Regions from separate parts of the Mus musculus genome. Here regions 2, 3, 4 and 5 are each linked to region 1. The links are chromatin contacts, called in public HiChIP or PLAC-seq and promoter capture Hi-C maps. All regions are on one chromosome and are shown on one strand. The core of a region is the stretch at or near the end of the contact, and the rest is flanking DNA. Distances in the headings are between cores, read along the strand shown. Region 1 overlaps Cyria (CYFIP related Rac1 interactor A). Region 2 has its middle 38 kb from the start of Gm35208. Region 3 holds the start of Nbas (neuroblastoma amplified sequence). Region 4 has its middle 35 kb from the start of Gm35298. Region 5 overlaps Gm24208 (a long non-coding RNA gene).

The links. Promoter capture Hi-C pulls out the DNA fragments that hold promoters and counts their contacts. HiChIP or PLAC-seq counts read pairs in DNA pulled down with a chosen protein or histone mark.
Region 2: a contact with region 1 is called in an H3K4me3 HiChIP or PLAC-seq map of embryonic basal ganglia, with 6 times the contacts expected there. The contact joins two enhancer-like sites. A contact is called at or near these places in 1 of 15 datasets of contacts at CTCF or cohesin (large pre-B cells), 3 of 484 Hi-C or Micro-C datasets (the N1E-115 cell line and embryonic stem cells), 5 of 115 datasets of contacts at active chromatin or transcription factors (craniofacial prominence, embryonic basal ganglia, embryonic forebrain and 2 more) and 1 of 9 other capture datasets (embryonic stem cells).
Region 3: a contact with region 1 is called in a promoter capture Hi-C map of embryonic stem cells, with 6 times the contacts expected there. The contact joins the promoter of Nbas here to the enhancer-like site in region 1. A contact is called at or near these places in 5 of 39 promoter capture datasets (cranial neural crest, embryonic stem cells, liver and 1 more), 3 of 115 datasets of contacts at active chromatin or transcription factors (astrocytes, embryonic stem cells and large pre-B cells) and 1 of 9 other capture datasets (macrophages).
Region 4: a contact with region 1 is called in an H3K4me3 HiChIP or PLAC-seq map of embryonic basal ganglia, with 5 times the contacts expected there. The contact joins two enhancer-like sites. A contact is called at or near these places in 3 of 115 datasets of contacts at active chromatin or transcription factors (astrocytes, embryonic basal ganglia and embryonic stem cells).
Region 5: an H3K4me3 HiChIP or PLAC-seq map of embryonic basal ganglia shows a contact between it and region 1, with 5 times the contacts expected there. The contact joins two enhancer-like sites. A contact is called at or near these places in 3 of 39 promoter capture datasets (the HPC-7 cell line, cranial neural crest and maxillary cranial neural crest) and 4 of 115 datasets of contacts at active chromatin or transcription factors (astrocytes, embryonic basal ganglia, embryonic stem cells and 1 more).

What each region holds. Positions count from the first base shown.
Region 1 is chr12:12,320,569-12,325,465 of GRCm38.p6, forward strand. The region is part of intron 2 of Cyria (CYFIP related Rac1 interactor A); the gene reads left to right. Among named protein-coding and RNA genes, the nearest start is that of Gm34407, 34 kb to the left of the region's middle. Within about 2 kb of position 3,238, at least 94 of the 459 cell types and tissues checked have an H3K27ac peak or open chromatin away from gene starts, as enhancers often do. A contact at or near this core is called in the N1E-115 cell line, craniofacial prominence, embryonic basal ganglia and 1 more, where this site is marked.
Region 2 is chr12:13,023,070-13,027,637 of GRCm38.p6, forward strand. No RefSeq gene overlaps it. Among named protein-coding and RNA genes, the nearest start is that of Gm35208, 38 kb to the left of the region's middle. Within about 2 kb of position 3,047, at least 44 of the 459 cell types and tissues checked have an H3K27ac peak or open chromatin away from gene starts, as enhancers often do. A contact at or near this core is called in the N1E-115 cell line, craniofacial prominence and embryonic basal ganglia, where this site is marked.
Region 3 is chr12:13,267,038-13,271,386 of GRCm38.p6, forward strand. It overlaps Nbas (neuroblastoma amplified sequence), which reads left to right and starts at 2,090. Exons shown (of 52, transcript NM_027706.1): 1 at 2,090-2,227; 2 at 4,127-4,181. The coding sequence starts at 2,114.
Region 4 is chr12:13,064,740-13,069,702 of GRCm38.p6, forward strand. No RefSeq gene overlaps it. Among named protein-coding and RNA genes, the nearest start is that of Gm35298, 35 kb to the right of the region's middle. Within about 2 kb of position 1,947, at least 13 of the 459 cell types and tissues checked have an H3K27ac peak or open chromatin away from gene starts, as enhancers often do. A contact at or near this core is called in embryonic basal ganglia, where this site is marked.
Region 5 is chr12:13,157,899-13,162,960 of GRCm38.p6, forward strand. It overlaps Gm24208 (a long non-coding RNA gene), which reads right to left. Exons shown (of 3, transcript XR_381282.4): 3 at 3,950-5,062. Among named protein-coding and RNA genes, the nearest start is that of Gm38686, 8.2 kb to the left of the region's middle. Within about 2 kb of position 1,958, at least 61 of the 459 cell types and tissues checked have an H3K27ac peak or open chromatin away from gene starts, as enhancers often do. A contact at or near this core is called in embryonic basal ganglia, where this site is marked.

The DNA.
Region 1 (4,897 bases), core at 1,988-4,487:
CTTTCCGGCACCAAAGGCCTCATCCATATTTCTGCCCTGCTTGTTAGGTTGCAGGTTTTCTAAACAACCAATCCCTAGCCAGCTCTCTCGACCTCTCTCCTTTGCTACACAAGAACAGATCTTATGGTGATGTATTGCCCTCATGTACACAACACGCCCTTCCTTTTCTTCGCCTGGGACAACTTCTCTCTCCAATTGAGCCTGCTGTTACTTTTCTGAAGCCTACATCCTAGTCTGGCATGCAGGAAGTTTGGTCAATGCCACTTACATAACTTTTAAAAAGAGATCATACTCAGTATCATACAGTTGAATGCACAAGTTGTTTTATGGCTTCCTGGGTGTGGCTTCTGCAATGTCACTCTCCTTCCCTTGCCAGAAGCCACAAGCCATGTGTTAAGCTGTTTTCTGTTCCTCCAAACATTGAGTAATGGTTCTAGAGTATCAGATGAGTGGGTTAACACAGTGGCTTAAAGTGTGAGTTTTCTGGGATACCCTGTGCTCAAATCCTGGTGCTGCCAGTTGCTGGCTATAACTATACAAGCTACTCAACTTACATCCATCTTCTTACTTGTAAGTCATGGTTAGCCCTGTGGGTGCAATCTGACAATATCCATGAATTATTCAGCACAGTGTCGATCAGAGAATGCGCACAGTGTATGGGACTGGGATTGTTAACCAGATCCCTATGTAAGAATATGTATTCAGTTTCATGTTTTCTTGGCTATAACTCAATACACATGAGCCATGTGTTCTGACTGCCAAAACTTCCCAGTACCATCCTGGTCTTGTCAGTGGAAATGTAGGGCACAGATGGAGTAAAGATGGAGGCCTGATGTTTGGACCACACTTGAGTGTCTCCAGATATGGTACCAGAAACGTGCTTTTATATGACACACAGAGAGGGGGGGAGCAGGCAAAGACAGAGGTGTGTGTGTGTGTGTGTGTGTGTGTGTGTGTGTGTACATACATACAGAGAGAGACAGATATACATATGAATACAGACAGACAGATAGATACTCTATTGTGGGTATATATATGTTAGAAGAGATAGATATAAAAATAAAGAGTCCTGGGGGTGGTGTGTGGCAAAGTACTGTAGTGAACATGATAGTTAGACTGGGTGCTGCAGAAAAACAAACTGAACAGAGACCTGGAGAAAAGCATTTGAAACAAAAGGACTAACGAGGATGAGAAGGAGCTAGTGGTGGGGGATAACCTTGAACGAACACAGTGACAAGGCCAAGGTAGCGAGAGCAGAGCAGTGAAACCTTGGCTGGCGAGCAAACGCCATAGGCTCTCGCTGACTCTGGCAGGCACAGTACTTTTAGTGACGTGGAGGTCCCTGGAGAGATTTAAGCTGAGGGGTGACTGAGGCTAATTTTAAGCACAAGGCTATAGTAGCTAGATGGACAGGAAGCTGAGTGTTTGGGCTTGGAGACCTGTGCAGGAAGAAACACAGGATGCTCTGGCGAGGAATGGTGGATTCCAGCTTGGTCTGTGCACTGGCTGATTTTGTGTATCTACTTGTCACAAGCTGGAGTCATCAGAGAGGAAGGCACCTCAGTTGAAGGAGTGCCTCCATAAGATCCAGATGTAGGGAATTTTCTCAATTAGTGAACCAGAAGGGAGGGTCCAGTCCATCATGGGCAGTGTCATCCCTGGGCTGGTGGTCTGGGGTCAGTAAGAAAGCCGGCTGAGAAAGCCATGTGGAGCAAGCGAATCAGCAGCTCCCTTCCATGGCCTCAGCATCAGCCCTTGCTTCAAGGTTCCTGCCCTGCCTGAGTTCCTGTCCTGGTTTCCTTCCATTGATGATGAAGCGTGAGGCAAAGTGTAAGCCGAATAAACTCTTTTTCTCCACAGCTTGCTTTTTGGTCATAGTGTTTTGTCACAGAGTAGAAACCCTGACTAGGACAGCGTGAGACACTGGTAATTGAGAGAAAGAATTGAACACATGACCTGTCTCAAAAGCAGAGTTCTGGGATCTGTTGGCTTGAGTGCGGAGTATAGGATCTGTGGGATCTGTTGGCTTGGGTGTGGGGTATGAGATGCATCAAAGTCAGGTCAGCATCAGCGCCTTCTACAGAGCATCTGGAAGCTCACCCAGTTGCCATCTACTGAGCTAGGGAAGACTTCAAGGGCTGGTTCCAAGGTAAGAAATGGAGCCTTTCTTTATGGACGGGTTAAGTTTAGGTTCCCTGGGAGAATCTAAGCATCGCCTCAGTGTGTGGACTTTAGGGGACGAGGACACAGTGAGTTACAAGCTGGGGTGTCATCAGAGATCTCATTTAGAGTCCTCATAGATACCCCCTGTAAAGAGAAATCATCCCCATTAGTCAGGTCAGAATTCAGACGGAGATGCCAGACTTAAGGGAGACGCCAGTCTTAAGGGAGATGCCAGACTTAAGGGAGATGCCAGTTGTGGCAACGGCCACTCAATGCTTGGCAGCAGTGAAGTCATCAGTTACTCAGAGTGAAGTGCAGACCAGGAAAGGTTAAGTGAATGTTAATGAAATGCATTGATTAAGACTGTCGAACTAGAAAAAGGCTGCTCTGCTGTTTCCTGCAGGGCCTTCCTGGATCCGAATACTACTCCAAGGTGGGGCATCACCAACGGCTGGTGAAGCAGTGTGTCCAGGGACATGTACAGAGCTGTCCACACCAACACATAACACACAATGATGCCATGTCTAAAATAGAGATGGCAATAGTGTTAGAGAATCTAGACACCAGGAGTTAAGGTCTCTGTTCTGATCAAAACATGATGGCATTACCAGTAGGCATTGTATTTGCCTCTTCTGACTCCATATCAGTGATGTGGCCATTTCTATCCTATTGAAAGCAAGCAGAGAAGACCCTTTGTATCACCCTCACCACGTGTCAGGCAGGTACTCGATATTTAGTATTTGATCTCAGAGCAGCTAAATGAGTGGCATGAATTCAGATTATAAAACAATATTTGAAGGATTATATGACCTATCAAAAGTGCTGAAGCTAGTACCGGTTGTAGTTGCAGGGTTCCTATTTCCCAAAGTTCACACCCACCCAGCTTTTACAGCAAAGGGCAAAAAAGAAATTGAGGTCCTGAGCATCCTTCAGGTTCAAGTCTCAGCATCCCTGGCCTGCAGTTCCAGATATGGCCAGCAGAGGGAGCCGTGCACCGGGCTTCTGGGGCTTACTGCCCGAAGCCATATTGAATGAGCAATGTCTGCTGTGCGGACTCTGTGAGATCTAAATGTCTCCTTGGCAGGAAATTCGCAAGGAGCAGGACGGGGTTGTGCAAACAGCCTTACAATGTCCGTTTGTGTGTGAGCACATGGCTTCTCCCACTTCGCCCACAATGCTCTGTTTTGGGGGAGGATAATGGGCCTCTGTGGACCCCTCCGCCTTGTCATGCAAAGGGAGTGACCTGTGTTTGTCATAAATGGGCTCTTGTATGATTAATAGCTCTGTGAATGAGCCCAACGCAGCCGTTCAGCGCCCGCCTTCCCCTGGCGGTGGTCTGCGTCGGCTTTCTTCCCACCGCGAAAGCAGCTCCTGCAGATTTTAACTGAAAGGAAAAGGACTTGCTCCCCCTGTGGCTGCAGTCCTACAGATGCAAAGCAGGGGGCACACACAACTAGAGTTTGCTTTGGGGATGAACAGGGGTCCAAAGACAACCTTGGACCCTTGACCAACATTCTCTTATGTGTGTCAAAACTGAAAGGGAACACTTTGTTTTTTATGGACAAGGAAAACCCAAGAATCTAGAGTAGAATGGCACCCCCCTCCCTCCTCCCCGTAGGCTCCAAAACTCGAAGTATTTCCAGAAAGTGATTACCCTTTGTTTTAGGATGTTTGTTTGTTTGCTTGCTTGTTTGATCTGACCTCCCCTGACTCCGCTACCCTCACAGAGCTTGGTTTTTGGTGGTGGCGGCGGTAATGTGCGTGTGCGTGCGTGCGTGCGTGCGTGCGTGCGTGTGTGCGTGTGTGCGTGCGTGCGTGCGTGTGTGTGTGTGTGTGTGTGTGTGTGTGTGTGTGTGTGTGTGTGTGTGTGTGTGCATGTGCGCGTGCGTAACCTGGCTGTCCTGAAACTCACTCTGTAAACCAGACTAACGTCCAACTCAGAGATCCTCCTGCCTCTGTTTCCCCAGTGCTGCGATAAAAGGCCTGGCTTTTCCCACTCTTTCTTAACAGTGACTGTTGGGTTTGTTTGTAATGAATGCCATTGCCTTTATTTTCAGAGGCTACATAGCTAGTATATCTGATCCATTTCAGAGCATGCCAGTAAAGCGCTTGTCTGTCTGGACCCATGCATGATGCACGGGTGCAGACAGGGTGTTACTGAAATGAAGAACTCGCTGCAAATGCATAGGAAACAGCCTCTTTAAAATGCAAAGCAAGAAAGATTGCTAATTCTGCCTGGGGCTGGGGCTGGGGGTGGGAGTAGGGGTCTTTGAGGGTGTTTTGGCTGCTAAGTTAGGCCCCTCACAGGCTGAGGGGATAGGGTGCCAGTGGCAAAGAAAGCACAGAGAAAAAGAAGCAAGAAGGAGGCAGAATCGTGTGCCAGGTTCATATTTCTATGAGCTCTTCTGGGTTGGAAATTTAGAAGGAAGCTTTGGACCAAGTTTATGGGCTTTTAGGACACCACAGTATCTTGAAATATTTGTGCTGAAATAGCCATTGTTGAGCCCTGCTGATTCCTGACCCTGCTTGCATCCTGGGGTCTCACTCAGGAAGTAGCCCCAGGTCCCATACACACAGCTGCCAGCTCAGCTCCCAACCCCCTTCCCTCTCCTGGGCTTGCCCTGCCCGGTCTGCACAGCTTGCTTAGGGCTCATGCCAGGGTTTTTAACCTTAAAACATTAGTTTTGTTTGTGGGAAAGAGGGTTTCAAATCAATGTGATTATTCCTTTCAGGG
Region 2 (4,568 bases), core at 1,797-4,296, 700 kb after region 1:
AGGCCAGCATATCTTTGAGCCTGTTCACTGGCACTGGACCTAACCAAAGGTCCTTATAGTACACACCCATCCTGACCTTGAGAAGAAAGGACATGTATGTGCATGTGTGTCCCTCCCAGGACGGCATGAGACTCACCCAGGGCCCTGAAAGTCTCTGTATAGCTGCACTCATAGTCTTATGGACAATAGTATGAAGGATATTATTATCCAGAGTGAGGGGCTGGCAGTGGAAATATTGCTTCAAGAGCAAATGACAGCTTTCTACCAACTTGAAGTCATTTCCACAAACACAAGAACACCTCCATTCTTTTCAGAGAACCACCACAGCGAGTAGGGGTCCTCTTTTCCTCACGTTTCATATTCATGCATTCAATTAGAAGATATTTTTCTACAATGGCTCAATATTTTAACATTCACTGCCTTCCATTCTTGATGCTTCTCCCTAAATGATACAGCATAGCAGCTAGTTACCATATTAACATATACATTGTATTTGGAATCAGAAGTAATTATGACATTGTTTGTAGGATGTATAGATAGTGTCCTTGGGCTGTATATAAATGCCATATTGTTTGAATAAGACACTTCAGCCCCTATGGATTTTGGTGCCCTGGAGCCAGTTTCCTGGGGATGCCAATAGATGACTGTGTTCTTATAACCTGCATTGTGCAGGTGAGAAGAAGGAAAGAGAAATGAAGAAACTGAACCACACAGCTGAAAAGTGGCAGGGCCTTGTACCACACTGCTGAGAAGCAGTCCTCTTGTGTGCACCAGTCCAGTTTCTCAGTGGGTGTCATCGTTCTAAATTTACAGAGAAGGGGGCAGTTTCAGAGAGAGCCAGCAGTGACTGGAGACAATGAAAACTAAGGAGGTGGTTATGTGCACACTATTTAGTGCCATCTGAAATGGCTTTTAATATAGGACCGGGGCTGTGTGCCAGAGAGGCTCAAGGAGGGAATCATAGAAAGACAACAAGAGAAGGATCACATCCTTCAAGGTTAAAGGGTTTTGTCAGGCAGATGGGTTGAAGGTTGGTGCTCTTCATGTGTAAGTACAGGAGACCAGAAAAGCGGTGTCCTACAAGGACAGAAGTAATGTGTGATGGAAAACAGGAGGATGGGTAGTGGTGGAGGAGGGAAGAGACAGGACAAAGTGACCTTCCTGGCAAGAATATTCCTCCTTCACTTAAAGACCTCAGATGTCATCCTAGGGATCCAGAGAGCCTGACAGGATAGCACCTGCACATTTTGATCTTGGGACAAGAGGGTGGCAGTGCTGAATAGAGAAGGTCAGGTTGGGAGCCTCCCCTCGGCGCCTCCAGCCTGCTGCAAATTTACACGTGACTCTTCTAGGGCAAACTGAAGCTGCTTCCTGCAGATTTAATTCAGTGTCAGCTGCAAAGCTCTATTAACTAAATTGGCCATCAACCTGCGTGTCTGTTCCACATAATGGGGTTTTATACAAAACGAGTTTTTCACTGCGTTAAAAAAGTGTCATGTTTGAATCAAAACTTATTCTATCGCTCAAGCTAATGAAAGCCCCGAACAAGAGCTGATCAATGGGTCCTGAGGTGTTTCCATGGAAACAGGAGCAGAGAGGCAGTGCTCCTAGGTGATGCTGCAGGGTGCTCATTGGCAGGACCCCTCCCCCCATCCAGTCCACCTGAGGTACTGAGACCTGGAGGTGTACACAGAGCAGGGACTCAGACCCAGTATTAGGTTCAGGAGGTCCCTCAGCCTGCTTGGGGCTGATTAAAAGCTGAGTGAAGCTCAGGTGCTGCCATAGTTAAATTCCTATTTGAGGATGTATTTTTAACCTGGCCTTGTGGTAAAGACCCCTAATCCCAGCAAGACCAATAAAACCAGTTACTCAGAAGGCTGAGGCAGGAGGATAGAAAATTCTGAATTTGCCCAGGTTCTAGAATTAGGTCAAGCCCAGGCTGGATAACTCAGTAAGGCCTTGTCCCAGAGTTAAAAGCAAAAATAAGCCGGGCTGCAGCTCAGTGGCGGGGAGCTTGCCCAGCATGCACAAGGCATAACTTTACTCTCCAACACCATCAAAACACAAACAAACAAAAACCGCAAGTATATGATGTTGGAGTTCCCCTGGGCCTTCAGAGTTTCAACTTGAAAGTCTCCCACATGCTGACCACTCAGCGAGTAATCGTCTTATTTTATTTACTACAGGAGACTGGGGCCAGAATATTGAGAGTTGGCATCAAGCTTTAAGATGGAGCCTCACTGCAGGTCTGGGGAGTCACTCCCCACCTCTGGCCGTAGGTTCCCCACCTCTAAACATAAGGTACAAGTGAGCTTCTGTATGGGAACCCAAGAAATACGAATTCCCGTGTCATTCTGCAGATGGTAGACCCTCTGATGGTTAGTTTCTCCATCCATGGTCTCTCATATCCTGCTTCTTCTGTCTAGGCTAAGACTTGGGCCAGCACATAGGCAGCCTTGAGGTCAGGGTGACTCCCACCTAGGTGCTATGAGTAGAGAGGATGGAGTGTTCCTTCTGCCTGTGTGTTAATATCCCACCTGCAAGATGGAGGACTTTTAAAAAAAGATATCAGAAGCTTCAGGTTGCCAACCACACCTACTCAGGCGCCCTTCCTGGGACTTCTTCCCTATCTCACATCAAGGGAGGCCTTGAAGTTGCCATCTTCCTGCCTTAGTCTTCAGAGTAGCTGGGATGATCACAGGCCTGTACTATTACCAGGGGCAGTCAAGGTGAGTATAACCACTGTCACCTTACACACATATGACACTGTCAGGGGAGATTCTTTCAAGCTTCCTTCACCACTAAGTGACACACATGTCTCCAGAATCCTGCCTTTGTTCTTTAAAAACAAACAAACAAACAAACAAACAACAACAATCAGAACCAACCAAGCAAAAACAACAACAACAACAACAACAAAAAAGACAATCACAGTGGCTGCTAAAGCCAGCATTGTCAGGCTTTAGCTGTTGCTTTGAAACCTGCCTTCTGGGCTGGCCTGTGTGAGCTGCTGTGAAGCCTGGCTGTCTGCCACGAGTCCACTCAATTTACCCACATGACCACATGGCTGGGGCCTGTCTTGTGAGGAACGTAAGGCCAGTGAATGGCCCACTCTGTACCAGGAACCAGGGTCTGATTCAATTTAAACCTGCCTGTTCAGGGACCAGCCTAGGGCAAGAAAGCCTGCTTCTTTTCTGAGAAGCATAGGCAAGCTTCAGCCAGAGGCCCTGTAATCAGGTTTGCAGGGGTAACATCAGACCCAGCACTGGCCCCCCGCCCCATTATCACCCGCCTTTGTGGGGTCAGTGTGGTGGCACGCCTGCCCTGTGGCCTCATAAAACTCTTCTTTTCCCCTTAATCAAATCCGGCTTCCAGCCTGGCATTCCCCTGGCCTGAAGTCATCTCCGTGGGGAGAGGATCTGTGCTGGGTGTTAGGCACACAGAACTAAAGGCAAAGATGGCTGAGAGAGGAACCCAAGAGGTCATTTATAGCACACCCTGCAGAGGCAAGATCTGAGGTCAGAATGGAACAATTTGCCTTTGCAAATGTCACAGGCCAGGGCATGGAAAGATCAGGGACCTGAGAGCCACAGGCACACGGTACCTAACATAATCTAGACCAGCAGCTCTCAACTTGTGGGTCAAGACTTCTGGGGGGAGGGGCTGTCGAAAAACCTCACAAGACTCACCGAAGACCATTGAAAATCCCAGATAGTTATATTATGATTTACAACAGTAACAAAATTACAGTTATGAAGTAGCAATGAAAATACTGTTATGGCTGGAGTTCACCACAGCATGAGGGACTATACTAAAGGGTCTCAGCATTAGGAAGAGTGGGATCTGCTGGTTTGAATGGAGGGACAAGTGCATGCTGAACACAGGGAGAGATTGCACGAAGACAAAAAACTCCTGAGAGACCATAGATGCCGCCTACCTCTCCAGAAATGGGGGCTCCTGTAGGAAGTGGTAGATAGGGGAGGAGGGTGTGCCTTTTAGGGAAGATCATTCTAGTCTCAGAGGCTCAGGGTACAGTAAGTCATATCACACAGGATCCTTGCCACCCTCTGAAAAGCCAGTTTGAAGACACCACAGTGAGCAAAGGGTTAATAATAGGTACCTGCCCAGAATCAGAACACACACACACACACACACACACACACACACACACACACACACACACACACACGCAGTCCATGTCAGGATCTCAGCAAAAGCCTCCACAGGGGAGCTTTTGATGAATGTTCAACAAGAAAGTCAACGATCAAGATTAGCTCCCCAGTTGGGGTGGTGGTGCACACCTAATCATTACAGTGTGGGGCTGGTAGAGGCAGGAGGATCAGGTATTCAAAGTCATGCTTAACTACATAACGAGTTTAAGGCCACCTTGGGCTGCAGGAGATCAGGCCTTAAAACAAAACAAAAGGAAAAAAAAAACCAACAAAAAGATGAGAAACCCAACTAAGTTAAATCAAAATGTTATATCTTTAGAGAGATGGAAAGAGCCCTGTTTCTGACTAGAGAGAGGAGGGTTGGACCACTCAGACAGTGAAAGAGCATGCAAAGAT
Region 3 (4,349 bases), core at 840-3,339, 950 kb after region 1:
GGCCCAGGGAGTAGCACTATTAGGAGGTGTGGCTTTGTTGGAGGAGTTTTGTCACTGTGGGTGTGGACTTCAAGCCTGGAAGCTGGAAGCCTAGCAACCTTCAGAAGAAAATGTAGAGACCTCAGCTCTTCCTTTACCACGTGTGGCTGGATACCACCATGCCTTGATGATAATGGACTGAGCCTGTGAACCAGTAAGCCAGCCCCAATTAAATGATATCCTTATAAGAGTTGCCTTGAATCACAAAAGAGATGACTCAGTGGTTAAGAGCACTGAATGCTCTTTCAAAGGTCCTGAGTTCAATTCCCAGTTAACCACATGGTGGCTCACAACCATCTGTAATGGGATCTGATGCCCTCTTTTGGTGTGTTGAAGACAGCTACAGTGTACTCATATAAAAATAAAATATATCTTCAAAAACAAACAAACAAAAAGAGTTGCCTTGGTCATGGTGTCTGTTCACAGCAGTAAACCCCTAAGACAGTGGTTCTCTGGAAGGACAGTCAGTGCTCTTAACTGCTGAGCCATCTCTCTACCCTCTTGGAAGTATGAATTTTGCCCCCTGCTCTAAACACTGGGGACACGGTGCGTCTGTGAAATGAATCTATTATACCTGACGACGTTGCATTCTTCTGGGCTAGAGTTTACATTTTTGGAGGATGAGGACAGACTGTACACAAGTAAAATAAATTATACATCACATAGCATATCCAATGATAACAAATGTTGTGTTAAACACACAAGCAGACAAACAAACAGACAACCTGAGCAGGCACGGGGAGGGCTGGGAAGCTGGAGTGGGAAGAAAGTGAGTGTGAACTTAGACAGGAACAAGAGTTCGGAGGGAAGGTGGCATTTAAACTACAACCGGAAGGAGATGAGAGAGCAATAGCAGAGCCACATCAGGTACAACCTCTGTGTACAAAGAACATCCGTGTCAGATCTCCTGATGTTTATGTGTGTCTGTTGTCTTAGAAACAGCAAAGTTGAATGGTGTGTGTGTGTGTGTGTGTGTGGCAAAAGTTTAGCTGTGAGAGTACAAGGTGCAGATGAACTTGGAGAGACATGGGAACAATTAGACACGCTCCAGTTGTGCATTTTATTATACCATTGCCTAATGCACTAAGTTGGTTATTCTACAGGATAATTTCTGAAAGGTATCTTGTGAATTTTCACTTCTTTTCAACTCAACAACAATGTGGTCGTCTTGGTCGTAATTGGCTCTGCTTACACTAAAGGGCCTTGCAAAGACAGGCATATGCTGAATGAATGAATGAATGAATGAATGAATGAATAAACGAGCAAGCAAATGAGGTAAGTTTCCCCTCTAGGGAATCCTCAAGCTGCCCTATCTTTATCGTCCTCCACACCCTTTCTCAGCTTGGCCTCTCTATTCACCCTGTCTGTTATAGCAACGTAATCTTCCTATGTCTTGTGCACCTCCTAACTGATATATTCTCTCCTGACTTCCAGTGAACCCAATTTCTACCTATAGTTGAAGGCCCAGGGCTGGGCCTGATGGCACATCTCTGTACTCTGAGCACTGGGGAGGCTCAGGCAGGAGGACTGGGTCTGAGGCAGGAGGACTGGGTCTGAGGCTAGTCCATGTTGTATGGTGATTTTTAGGACATCCTCTCTTACACAGCTGACAAGCTCTCCTTGTTACAGGGTGTCTTCATCAGCCTCACTGTTTTTTTCTAGGTGCCTAAAGCACCCTTCCTGTGAACTGAATAACCCCTTGGTACATTTAAAGTCCACTCTCCGAACACGTTCTGTGTTTGCAGAAGAATCTGTACATGAACACCAGCACTCTGGGAGGTTCTTGCAGCTTCGTAGACGCTGACTGGGTAAGAAAAGTTCAGTGACTTGACTCATTTCAGGCACAAATGAACAAAAAGTGGACCAGGGTCCAAGACATATCTCATACAAGACAAGGCCATTCTTAGACCCACAGATCTGTCAAGTTTAGCATTCCCTTTCTGTCATTTTTAGCATTCCCTTTCCGCACTTAATTCATTTCACTCTGCCAATCACCAGCGGCCGCGTCCAGGAAAGTATGACCCGCGCGAGTCGCCGTAGTGCCCCTCCCTCCACCACTCTGTTCCCGGCCAACATGGCGGCCCCCGAGTCAGCGCCGGCTTTGAGTCCCGGCTCTGCGGACGAGGAGGAGACGATTCTCTATGACTTGCTGGTCAATACCGAATGGCCACCTGAGACAGAAGTGCAGGTGAGCCGGGCTCTCTTTTTAAGGCTGTAGGCATGGCGCGGGCGCGGGCGCGGGGCGTGTAAAGCCACGTCGCGGTGCCACGCAGTGCAAGTGGAGCGGGGATAGCAGCTGTGTTGTCTCCTGGCAACGGCGGGGCTGCCGGGTCCAGGGCTCGCTGAAGGGTGTCTGTAGTCAGCCTTGGCTCCGAATTCGGCTGTGTATCCCCACTCAGGCTGTCACCCTCTCGGCAGGTCAGTGTCACTCTTCTTCCCTAGGTCCTTGTCATATCCGGACTTGCCTTGTAATCTTGTTACCTGTGGCGGGAGAATTTCGCAGGACTCTATCGTCCTTTAAAAGTCTCAGTAATACGCATTTACTAGTGTGTGTGTGTGTCTGTCTGTCTCTGTCTCTCTCTGTCTCTGTCTCTCTCTGTCTCTGTCTCTCTCAGTGTGTGTGTGTGATACACACACACACACACACACACACACACACACACACTCGGACCCCAGATATGGTGCAGGCTGCTGGGCATTCAGAGACAGTGTTTTCATGGAACTTGCAGTGTGGAGGAGAGATAGCCAATCCAGTGAACGTTTCTCATTACCAAGCCCGAAGTGCTGGCTGAGTAGAATGCCAAGGGAGTGGAGAGAAAGAAGCAGCGGTTCTCCAATTCTGCTGGAGACAAAGTTGTGGTGTTTGCCAACTTATGGACCCTGGAGTTACTAGTTTCCTAGGGAAAGCCTTCGGGTCATAGGGTGAAAGCAGGAGCCCAAGGCCCATTTACTTGACATACATGGTATCAAGTGCCTGGCATGCCCGTGTGTTAGGCCCTGGGGAAGCAGCATGGCTAGGAAGACTCTTAAATCTGGCCCAGTGAGCTCCTTTACCTTGTCTTCTGAGTATTTATTCTGCTTGTCTTCAATTAGGTCTTGTAATGGCAAAAAGCTGCATATATTGTTATTCGTTTCGGTTTCTAGTGAGTGACGTGGACATTTTGTAGATGATGAAATTGAGAGGCTGCTGCCGCCTTTAAGTTGGATAAAGATATCTAGCATTTCAGAAATGTCTGTAATACTGTCTCAATGCTTAGCACTATACGTTGATTAAAAAAACAACACGGAGTCAACTTATATTGAAATCTCGTTGTCCTCTGCCTTTTCTTATCTGCCTTCTTTATTGATTTCTACATCTGTTTCCTACAGCTGTTGCCCTATAAGCTCTGCCTGGGATCAACTTTATATCCCTCCACTGTGCCAAATTGTTCCCTGATGATTCCTTCATGTTTGTTAAGCGAGCGTCCTAGGGAGTAACGTATCTGTTCTTACTGATTACTTATTCATTTTATTCTTGGTAGAACTTGAAAGCACTCTACTCACTGTATTTGTTATTCTTTATTCTACAGACAGTGCCATTCAGTTTACGTTTGTGGACTCAAATTAATTACTGTAGTAGTTACATATCTGTGTTTTGTTAATAACATTGTCTCCATGGATACACAATAGGTAATCACTTTTCCTCTTAGTGAAATCTGTTTTAGGTCTCTGTGCCTGCCCTATAGACTGCATTGACTGGGCAATTAGTATTGTCTTTGTTCAAACCCAGGCCCCTGAACGTCATAGGCAAGTTCTCTACCACACAGCTCAGCTCTGCCCCTGTGGTTCCTTCTCTTTTCATTGGTGTTTTGATGTGGAAACTGTTTCTAACCTCACCTTGGGGTTCTTCCTGACAGGGATCTATGAACATAATTCTCACTCTTATTGCTACTACACACAGTTCATATTGCAACCTGTAAGAAGTTTTAAAATACTGATGCTGGTATTCAGTGCTCTGGATATAAGTAGAGAAGCATAAATTTAAATGTTTCAAGTATTATAAAATTCTCAACTGTAAGTTTTTATCTATTTATTTATTTTATTTTAGCTCAGAGGCAACCGAAAGCACGGTGCATCATTCATCATCACAAAAGCAATCAGAGGTAAAGAGGCCTTGCATTTTATGTATTATATAGTTCATAGACAGGTTTTTCTCCTTTCACAACTATGCACTTTACCTATGAACCAGGAGGAGTCTGAAAAAGAGTTGAGCATCAGCCTTATTGAACCATGAGGGCTTTATAATATTAATTAACAGATTGATATAGTTC
Region 4 (4,963 bases), core at 697-3,196, 740 kb after region 1:
GGCATGGGGGAGGACAGCAGCTCTCTCTCTGCTCTCCAGGGAGCAAGTAAGCAACCTTGATCCTTAACTAGTCTTCACCATGGACACAGTCACTGATACTTCAGTGCACAGCCTTGTTCCTGTGGAGCATCATGTCCTCTAAGACCACCTCTCAGGTGGTTGGGGTGGGGCTGAGACGATGGGTCTACAGCACTTGCAGACTCAGGGACCACTCACAGCTATGCCTTCCCTACATTGATAAAGCAGACTAGGCTGGGATTTTTATATCTTGGCCTCTGCCTTGACCCTTATAAAGATAAAAGTAGACAGGAAGAAAGTACACAAGCTAAGGCATGGTGAGGGGGGGGCAATAAAGGCAGGATAGCAGAGGAGAGTGAAGAAACTGAGACTGAAATCACTTCATTTGGAAAAGATGCTCAGAGATCTTTGTGCATCAAAAATGCAGACCCTGCCTTCAATACAATAAAGTCGAGATTTTTCTTCCTGTTGAGTACCATGGAGAAAGACTGGGCTTTGTGGAATGAGACCAGGCCTCAGCACAGCTTAGTGCTGCCTCAGTCAGCCTCAGGTTTACAGTGTGACTACATTCACTACATAGTCCTCACCTCCCACTCTCAACAAGGAGTCTCTATAGCGCATGTTGGAAGGTGTGCTTGTAGTTGACTCACAATCGAAGCTCCATTCAGAATTTTGAAGGGATCACAAAATCAGAAAGGACAGAAACCAGGTGGCAGCTTCTCAGTTCCTGAATATGCTGGAGAGCAGTGTTTTGGAGGATGGCTTGGAGCCAGGTGTGGTGACACAGGCTTATAATAGCACTCAAGAGGTTGAAGCAGGAAGACCTGTTCTTGCCTGGACAAGAGATCAAATACAACGTGGGGAAATTAGTGAGATACTTGAAATAAAAAGTCAAAAGAGACTGGGGAGTGGGTGGGTGTGGGGATAGCTGTGTACCGCCTTAGATTCAATCTCTAGTACTGGGGAGAGGGTTGTGGGGAGTTTGGAAGTGCTGAAGAGTGGTGTGATTTAAGAAAGTCAGGGAAAGCCGACAGACTCTTCCAAAGGATTTGATGTTGGCCTACCAATTGAAGGCATGAAGAGCTAAAACACAAGACAGCACAAGATAGCAGGATGGAGGGGAAAAAAGAAGATGAGAGCAAGGAAGAAGGAAGTCAGAGCCAAACACGCAGAGGAGAAAGATGAAGAGATAAGAGAAAATGAGGGAAGAAGAGAAACAAGCCCTGGAAGTTGAAGAATGAGAGAAGATACAATCAAACTCATGTCCCCTACAAGGAATCCCCTGAAACCTATGGTTTCCTTTAAACTACTGTTATTCCTTGCATAATCACCAAACTTGCCTTCCATCCACTCATTTGACCTTTGAGCCATCTATTCATCTATTCATCCATCCATCCACCCATCCATCCAGTCATCCATCCACCCATCCATCATCTGTCTATCCATCCATCCATCCATCCATCCATCCATCCATCCATCCATGTATCTATCCATCTATTCATCCAACATCCCAGTAGATCTGTGCAATGAGACCTTGGGTAAGTTTCCCTAAAGTACCATGCCCTGGTATGCTTGTGGGCTCCATCAATGTTTTCTCCATTTCTAGAATTATCTCACTCTCCTTACGTGCCCAGAGCGGCTCTGCCTACCCGTGAAGACCCTCCTCAAACTCCATGCCCATCAGAATCTTCCCTTTGCCTATGCTTCTCTGTTTGGGACTATACTACCAGGTCATTCTCTCTGCCATTGGGGTCTTTACTTATATCCCCTCCCTCTGATTAAAAGACAACTGGAGCCATGTTCTTAGCATGCTGGGGGTCCACTTTCTGGAACAAAGCAGTGATTTCCTCCAGTACCCCCCACTCCCCGAGTCCTCAGGGAAGGGCAATTTGTGGAAACGGAGCTGCTGGGTAATAGATTTCTCTGTCAACATGATGAGTGAAAGAAAGAGCTAGGTAATTACCAGTAATGCACATCAATTATGGCTCCACCTCCCATCCCCCCACCAGCCTGGGCTCCTTGTCCCCACTTAATTTTCATCTAAAACAAAACAGTTGCCACAGACCCCAAAGCTAAAAACAGAAATCCCTTTCAGCTCATGGCAAATTAGCAGGAATGTCTTATTATGGAAGCTGTGGGCGACAAATGTCTTCCAGGGCCATACAGGAAGCAGGGCCTTCCCTCACTAGCCATTCTCCAATGCTCCAAGCAATTAACCTTGTCCCTGCAGGCCCCAGGTCACCCTCCCCTCAAAAGCATGGCCTAGCTTCTTTCAAAGCCCTTGCCTGAGGAATTCTGTCAAAAATCAGTGGCACCTTAGAGGAGGCCCCAGGTCAAGAGAGTTCCTTGCTACACAGGAAGGCGCGTCCTATTAGAAAAGGGAAGTGCTCCCGATCTCTCAGATCTTGGGCAACTAAAAATAAACTAATAGACCTTAAATTAAGTTTTTCTTTCTTTTGCCCCACCCCCATCCTTCCCTTCCCACTAAGACTTTTGAACTAGGAGGAAAAGCATTTATTATCTGAGAGTGACACACAGGAAATTAGACTTATAAAATGTGCTTAAAATGTTATAGTTTCCAACTTTCTTTAATGCTAATCTTAATGCTAATAGGTTGTGAGATATGTGTTTTGACTCAAGACGGTTTTTTTTTCTTTCTAATTAATTCTCAGCTACACCACATGAACCATTTGTGGTGGAGGAGTTCCAGGGGCTTACACACTGCTGAAGAAAGGGATCGCCTGCTGGGTCTGCAATGGCCCATTTCCCTATAGAGGCTTCCAGAAGAATGGTTTTTGGAGAGTGTTGTTTATTTAGTCCATTCGGAGAGTCAACTGTGCCTTTTCCATTCGAAAAGATGAGATAAAGGCATTGCGTTGCCCTAATGTTGAGACCCCCCCCCTCCCAAACCTTATGCTACCCTGACAATGATGTCCTCTGAAGTACTAAAACAGAACTTTCTGTTCCTGTCTGGTTATCTCCCAGTTACCATGTATGGTAGGCTCATAAACCCACCCCCATCCCCTAGGAACCCTGCTATTTCAATGGGAATCTAACAACTTCAGTCCATGTGAGGCTCCTTCAGCCTAGTCATAGGTGGGAAACCCTTTCATGGATAGGGCATGTCTGACTCCCTGAGCCTGCCCAACACTGTCATGGTAATACAGGAGATATGGAGACAGGGATATGGATAGTGTTGGAGAGATTTAAGATGCTCAGGTCTTTTTAGGTTCACAGTTGTCATCATAGGAAGAAGAATTGGGTGATATGGGAGGAAGAGGGGAGGAGGATATTTTCATGGCTTTCAAAAACCTTCTAGGAAATCTAACTTCCAGATTAGAGCACCTCAGAGTAAGTTCCCACAGCTGATATATGTATATAAAACTTGTCTAATCTTTAAGATGAAAATTAACGATGTGATGTATAAGTGCCCATGGAAGACTGGCTATCTATTTCCCAAAAGAGTTGCCTTTCTTTCTAGGCACATGATATACCATCTGTCCTAGCCCTCTTGCAATCAGCTGTGGGCATATGACTAAGTCTGTTCAATAGAATCTAAGAAAACATGATGTCTGTTATCTGTAATTGCTACCACAAAGCTTTCTGAGCATCTCTCAATGTTTTTCCTTACTTCAGACACTGGGTATAGAGGGGGTAGAGGCTCCGTTGAACCTCTTAATGTTCTACTGCTGTGAAGAGGCACCATGACCAAGGCAACTCTAATAAAAGAAAGCATGTAACTGGGGGCTTGCTTATGGTTTCAGAGGTATAGTCCATTATCATCACAGTGGGGAGCATGGTGGCACACATGGCTCTGGAGCAGTTAATGAGAGTTACATCCTGATATATTGGAGAAAAATATAGAGAGAGATAGAGATAGAGATAGAGATAGAGATAGAGATAGAGATAGAGATAGAGATAGAGATAGAGATAGAAGGGGGAAGAGACTGGGCCTGGCATGGGCTTTTGAAACCTCAAAGCCCACCATCAGTGACACACATCCTCAAATAAGGCCTCACGTTCTAATCCTTGTAATCCTTTCAGACAATTCCACTCCCTGCTGATGAAACATTCGAACTTATTAGCCTGTAAGGGCCATTCTTGTTTAAGTTACCACATATGGTTTTTGTCCTAGTTAGGGTTTCTATTGCTGTGACAGACCACCAAGACAATAAGCAAGTTAGGAAGGAAAGGGTTTATTCAGCTTACATTTCCACTGTGTAATCCATCACTGAAGGAAATTCCACTGAATTTCAAGACAGAAATTCAAACAGGGCAGGAACCTAAAGGCAGGAACCAATGAATGCAGAAGCCATGGAGGGGTGCTGCTTACTGGCTTACTCCTCATGGCTTTCTTACAGAACCCAGGGCCAATAGACCAGGGATGGTGCTACCCTGAGCTTGGTCTATCCCCAATCACTAATAAAGAAAATGCCCAGCAGCTGGATCTTATGGAGCTATATCCTCAATTGAAGTGTCCATCTTCGGATGATTCTAGTTTATGTCCAGTTGACATAAAACTAGCCAGCACAAATTGACCCCCTGTCAAGTAGACACACAAGCATATCACTGTTAAGACCTAACTTTTCCAAGATCACACACAAATATCAGCATTATGTTGTAAAAATTCCAAATTTTAAAAGTTCCACAGTCTTTAAAAATTCAGTCTCTTTAAAATAGTCTCTAAAAATGCAAAGCCTTGGTAAAAATCAAAAATCTGTTTAAAAGTTCAAAGTCTTTCAACTGTGCCAAGAACAGAGGCTAAGAACTTACCTGTGGCTAGACTATTCAGGGATGGGTGAGGGGCACTGAAAAGGTGTCAACGTTTTGAGCAGGGGAAAGTTCTAGAAGAATCATTCCCAATGACCCCTTGAGACTAGGCCAGTGTGGGGATTCTAGAGGGGGTTTCACTCCTCAGGAAAGGGTGCTGGCAACCTCAGCTAGG
Region 5 (5,062 bases), core at 708-3,207, 840 kb after region 1:
AAAATGCTGTTCACCCAAAAGACACAAATGCCTTTTACTCGTTGACACATTATGAGCATCAGGCCTGGCCTTTGCCTAGGGTGGATTCTCTGGATCTACAAGATCATGAAGAGCTAATGTGCAGGGGATGCCTGAAGACTGTATTACAGATGAACAGACTGGGCTGTGTACTCCTCACTGATGGGTAGTATCTGTGTGAAAGGCCTCCTTCAGCCTCTCTGTGAGGGGCTCCTTAGGGAGGGTTTCGCCGTGGGGACTGGAGAAGGGTTTTCCCTCTGCCACTAATGTTAACCATGTGCACTGCTGGGCGGGCCGGCGGGACACTTCATTACTTTGTGCTTAAGGAAATGCCTCCCAGCTCTGCACTTGCCTCTTTAAATTTCACAACCACTAAATTCACTCCCAGTGGTTTTCTTTTCTTTTCTTTCTTTTTTTTTAAAGAGCAAATGAAAGTAGTGTGTGCAGTGGTGGAGGATGTCCTGCAGCCTGCCTGTGAGGAGCCTGAGGTACTTCAATGCTGTCCAACTCTGCAAGATGCCCTGAGGGAGAAACACTTTGCCTGTACCCTCAGCAGGACCTGGATGCTAGCGAAGAATGGGCCATGCGGACTGGAGAGGCAGATACCAGCCCAGCTCAGAAGTACGCTACACAAGAGTGTCCAATGGTAGCTGTGGTTTTCTAGAACCTGCTTGTGGCCTGGCAATTACTCATGGCTTGGAGTTTCCTCTGATTTAAAGCAGAATAAAGAGAGTATTGCAAGCATCGAATCCTCCTTTCTATGAAGTCAGCATTCAGTGTCCCTTCCCTCTGGGCCCAGGGAAGTACTTGAATGTTAGGTACTAGCTGTTGTTCCCACTGACACCCAGCTCTGACTCCTGCACCTCTGCCCACCTCGACCTGTGTGTTCTGTTCCCTCACCTTCCTACTCATCATCATTTCCCAAGTCTTTCCTTATTCGAGCTACCAGGGATGCAGGAGGGGTCACACATAGTTCTAATCTCTCATAAGTGAAGTAACTTTTCCAGCATCTCTCTCCATCCTTGTACCTTCCCAGCACTGGATTTAAATAGGTTATGTAGGAAAGAATGAAATGGGGAGGGAGAAGCCAGGGTAGGCAGTTTAGAAAACCCACAACCAAAGGGACTTCAGCATCCCACCCAAGGTTGTCCACTACATGTCTCATTAAGAACCAGGTATGCAGGATAAGGGATGGAGGAGAAACTACTGGAGCCACTGCCTCTGAATACTTCTTGGTGGGTCAATTGGTTGGGCTCTCTGACTGCCACCTCCTGGGTTTATCAACATCTGGCAGGCACACTTGTCTACACCATCACAATAATGTCCTTTCCAGATTCCAGCCATCAAGTGAAGAGACAGCTCAAAAAAGACATAGTCTATAGATCACAAAGAACATCCTAGTCCCTAGGAACTAGAGTCCTGTCCTGGGCCTAACTCTGGGTGCCAATGGATCCCTTAAAGCAATGCTCTCCCACTCCCAATCTCTCTGAAAAGGATGTGTGATCCCCCTGAGGACTGTGTGCTCCTCCATCTTTCCTTAGACCCAATACCAAGGACCCTTACAGGCCCTGACACACAAACAGCATTGAGCTCCTTGGAAGGGTCCCTTCTCCTCATGGAGATTGAGCCTATGGGTTGCTCTGACCTTGGTCCAAGACAAGGAAAGGAGATCACTGCTCAAGCAAGACCAGGGTGAGCTGGATCTAGAAAGAATGTTCAATGAAGTGGCCCACCCTGCATGGGACAGAATCAGGGACATGCAAAAAGGAAAAGAGGCAGGCTACAGGCCTAGGACCTTAATGTCCCCTTAAGGTCCCCTCTTCATTCATGAGAAGCAAACAATGGGTAACATTCTCAGCCTCCTTATCCCCCTCAGGGCAGGTGGCACCTCCCAAGCAGTCATCCTTTGCTAAGCAACCAGGGCCTTTCAGCTGCTTTTCAACATTGCCTCTGGTTGCTATGGAAGCTGCTTCAGAAAATCTTGCCTGCCAACAGTCAAGGCTTCTTTGTCAGAGGCTGTCTCAGAGTACTTTCTCTGTCAGCTCAGGGCAGCACACACCCAGAGGATGTAGGCTAGGGATGGAAGAGGCAGTTGTCATACCAGAAAGAGAGCACAACTAATGGTGCTCCCCAAACTCCAACCTTTCCTGATTCCTCCTCCCAGGTCCTATTTGACTGATCTGTTCCCCACTGATGAGTCCCCTTCTGAACCCTCTCCCACACTCCTAGTCCTGTTTTGTCTCTGTCTCCCAGCCATGCTGTCTGTGGTGGACTTGTGTCCATACATGTGGTGGACTGTGGTCATACCCTCAGAGCATCAAATGCTTTCCATGCTGAGTAGGACAAGAAAAACAAAAAGTCAGCCTTCTGCCAGGACCAGGTGAAGTGACTTTACGGTCACTTTTACAGCCAGCTTGGGTGGCAGTTGTGTCCTAACACTTGGAATTCTGAGGCTGGATGATTGCTATGAGCTCCAGGCCAATCTGAGCCACTCAGTAAGATCCGGGCCAGCCTGGACTACAGTGGGATCTTATCTCAAAAACAAGCAAACAGAGCTCTTTCTGCTAAGAAGGACCAGCTCTTGGTGACATGCTGGGTGTTTTGCTAACAGATTCTGTTTCTCTCGATGTCACCTCTCATTAGAGCTGCTTGGGAACCATGGTCCCCCTGGAGTGGGTGGGACAGGAGCTAGGCAGGAGGCAGAGATAGGAGAGTGCTTGTTCTACTAACTTCACCCAAGCACATACTGTTAGGTATCCTCTTCTTTTCTGGGGTGAGGGTGAGGGTGGAAGTGGGTGGAGATGGGGAAGGAGTAGCAGATAGAGAGTGAAAGGAGATGGGAGATGGGGAATGAGGGAAGCTTAGGGGTGAGGATTGGGGGTGAGCGGGGTAGGGGTGGGAAGGGAGTGGAGTGGAGGGTGACGGGAGGTGAGACGTAGGGAGTAGAGGGGGCATTTCTGATCCCCAAACTGGCTACTTGACAAGGAAAGAGAGCTAGGAAATTTGAGCAGGTCCATATCTGCCACCCTGAGCAGAGACTCCAGAAGATGAGACACAGAAAGGGCTTCAAGAAAACCTGGCCCAGTTGAAAAGTGTTACCACCTGGTGGCTCTGTGACCTTGGGCAAAGACTTCTGCTACTTTGAACCTCCACTTGCTTTTCATCACAATGGGGATATACCTCCTGTGTGCCTGGTTGGAAGTTCAAATAGAGCATCAGTTGGCTGAGAGAAGACCTCCATCAAGACCCCTCCATGAGCTCTTAAGTTCTGGATATCTGTGTGGCAAGAGTGGGGAAGGAGACCTATGATCCAAATGTGTGCTCAAGTGGACCTGAGAGCAGATGAGAGTTAATCATTGCTGGATCTTGAGCACCAGCAAATGGACTTGGGGCCAATTATATTAAATAAGCATTTGTGGGATGAATGGATGTCACCTAAGGACTCAAGACCACAACACACCAAGGTTCCATATGTCTAAATGCAAAAACTACATTTCAATCGGTATACTTTTTGTCAAAGACAAGAAAACATATAAGTTACTCATACTTGAATGTTAAATTGCATAAATGAGGAAGCAATACAGAAGAAATAGAGATCACAAATAGAAAAGCTAGGTACTACTGAGACCCCTGGGGAAGCATTTCTGGCATTTTCTCCTGGCACCCTGAGGTGGGTCTCCACAAAGGGACAAATCCCCCCCCCCCCCCCAGCCATCCACCCTCATATTTGCTTCAGGGAGCTCTGCTAATCATGAGCTGTTTCCTTCTTGGCTCATTGTGACTTTAGCTAAAAGCACCTGTTGAAAAAAACCTTTTCTCCCCCTCAAAAGAAGGACTGGAATCATCCTGTGAGGGAAATAAGAGGGCAGTGCCAAAAACACAGAGTCATTGCAAAGTGGCTCAATTAAAAGCAACAAAAAGGGCAGCGAGATTGATTTCTAGAAAGCCAGTTTATTGTTAACATTTTGCTTTGAATCTGGGATTGAAAACCTCCAAGAGGAAAAGCTATAATGAGTCAGCCCCGAAGCATTGCTTCATTTCTAAAGAAACGTCCCAGACTCTCAAAGACCGTAAGAAACTCAGTTAAACATTTGAAAACATTTTGTTTAATACCAAATTCTCCAAAATCTCATAGATGTTCAAAGCTAAAAACAACATTCAAAGGCTCCAAAGTTAAAAATTCCAGCCATTCTACAGTCCTTTTAGGTGGAAGAGAGTAAGAGCTTTGAGACTGGACAGGCCGGGGTTAAAAAAATCTCAGCTTTACCTTCTGCTAGAACAGAGGTTTGGAGTCACCCAACTGCTCTGAAACAACTTCAGCACTTCTGAGATGACTGTTAGCTACTTTCCTTGGCTGTGATAAAATACCATGATTGAGGTAATTTATGTAGTCTCAACCCTCCTAATGCTGTGACCCTTTAATTAACAGTTCCTCATGTTGTGATAACCCTAACCATGAAGTTATTTTCATTGCTACTTTTTAACTATAATTTTGTTACCATTATGAATCTTAATGTAAACATCTGATATGCAGGATACTGGGGGGGGGGGTGTCGAGACCCCCAGGTTGAGAACCACTGTTGTAAATGGAAGCATTTATTTGGGTTTACAGTTCCAGAGGGTTAAAGTCCATCATGGTGGGGAAGCATGGCAGCAAGCTGGGAGGGCAACAGGATTAGGAAGCTGAGAGCCCACATCTTCGACCACAACCCTGAGGAAGAGAGCACACTGGACATGAGGCAAGGATGTAAAATCAAATCCCAACCCCAGTGATGTGTTTGCTCCAGCAAGACCACACTTTGCATAGTGCCACCTCTGAGTGTCCAAATGCATGAGCCTACATGGAACAGAATGATAGAGAAAGACACCTGAGGGGTGTTTCCAGTGTGCTTGAAGTATGTAAGTGGTGCAATATATAAGAAACCATACTCACTTACATGGAATTCTGTGCCCTTTCTTATTCTCCAGGAGTGAGGATGTTCTTATGTGCATGTATTTCATTGCTGACCTGATCCACCTTCACACTATACCCACTCTTCCTAAG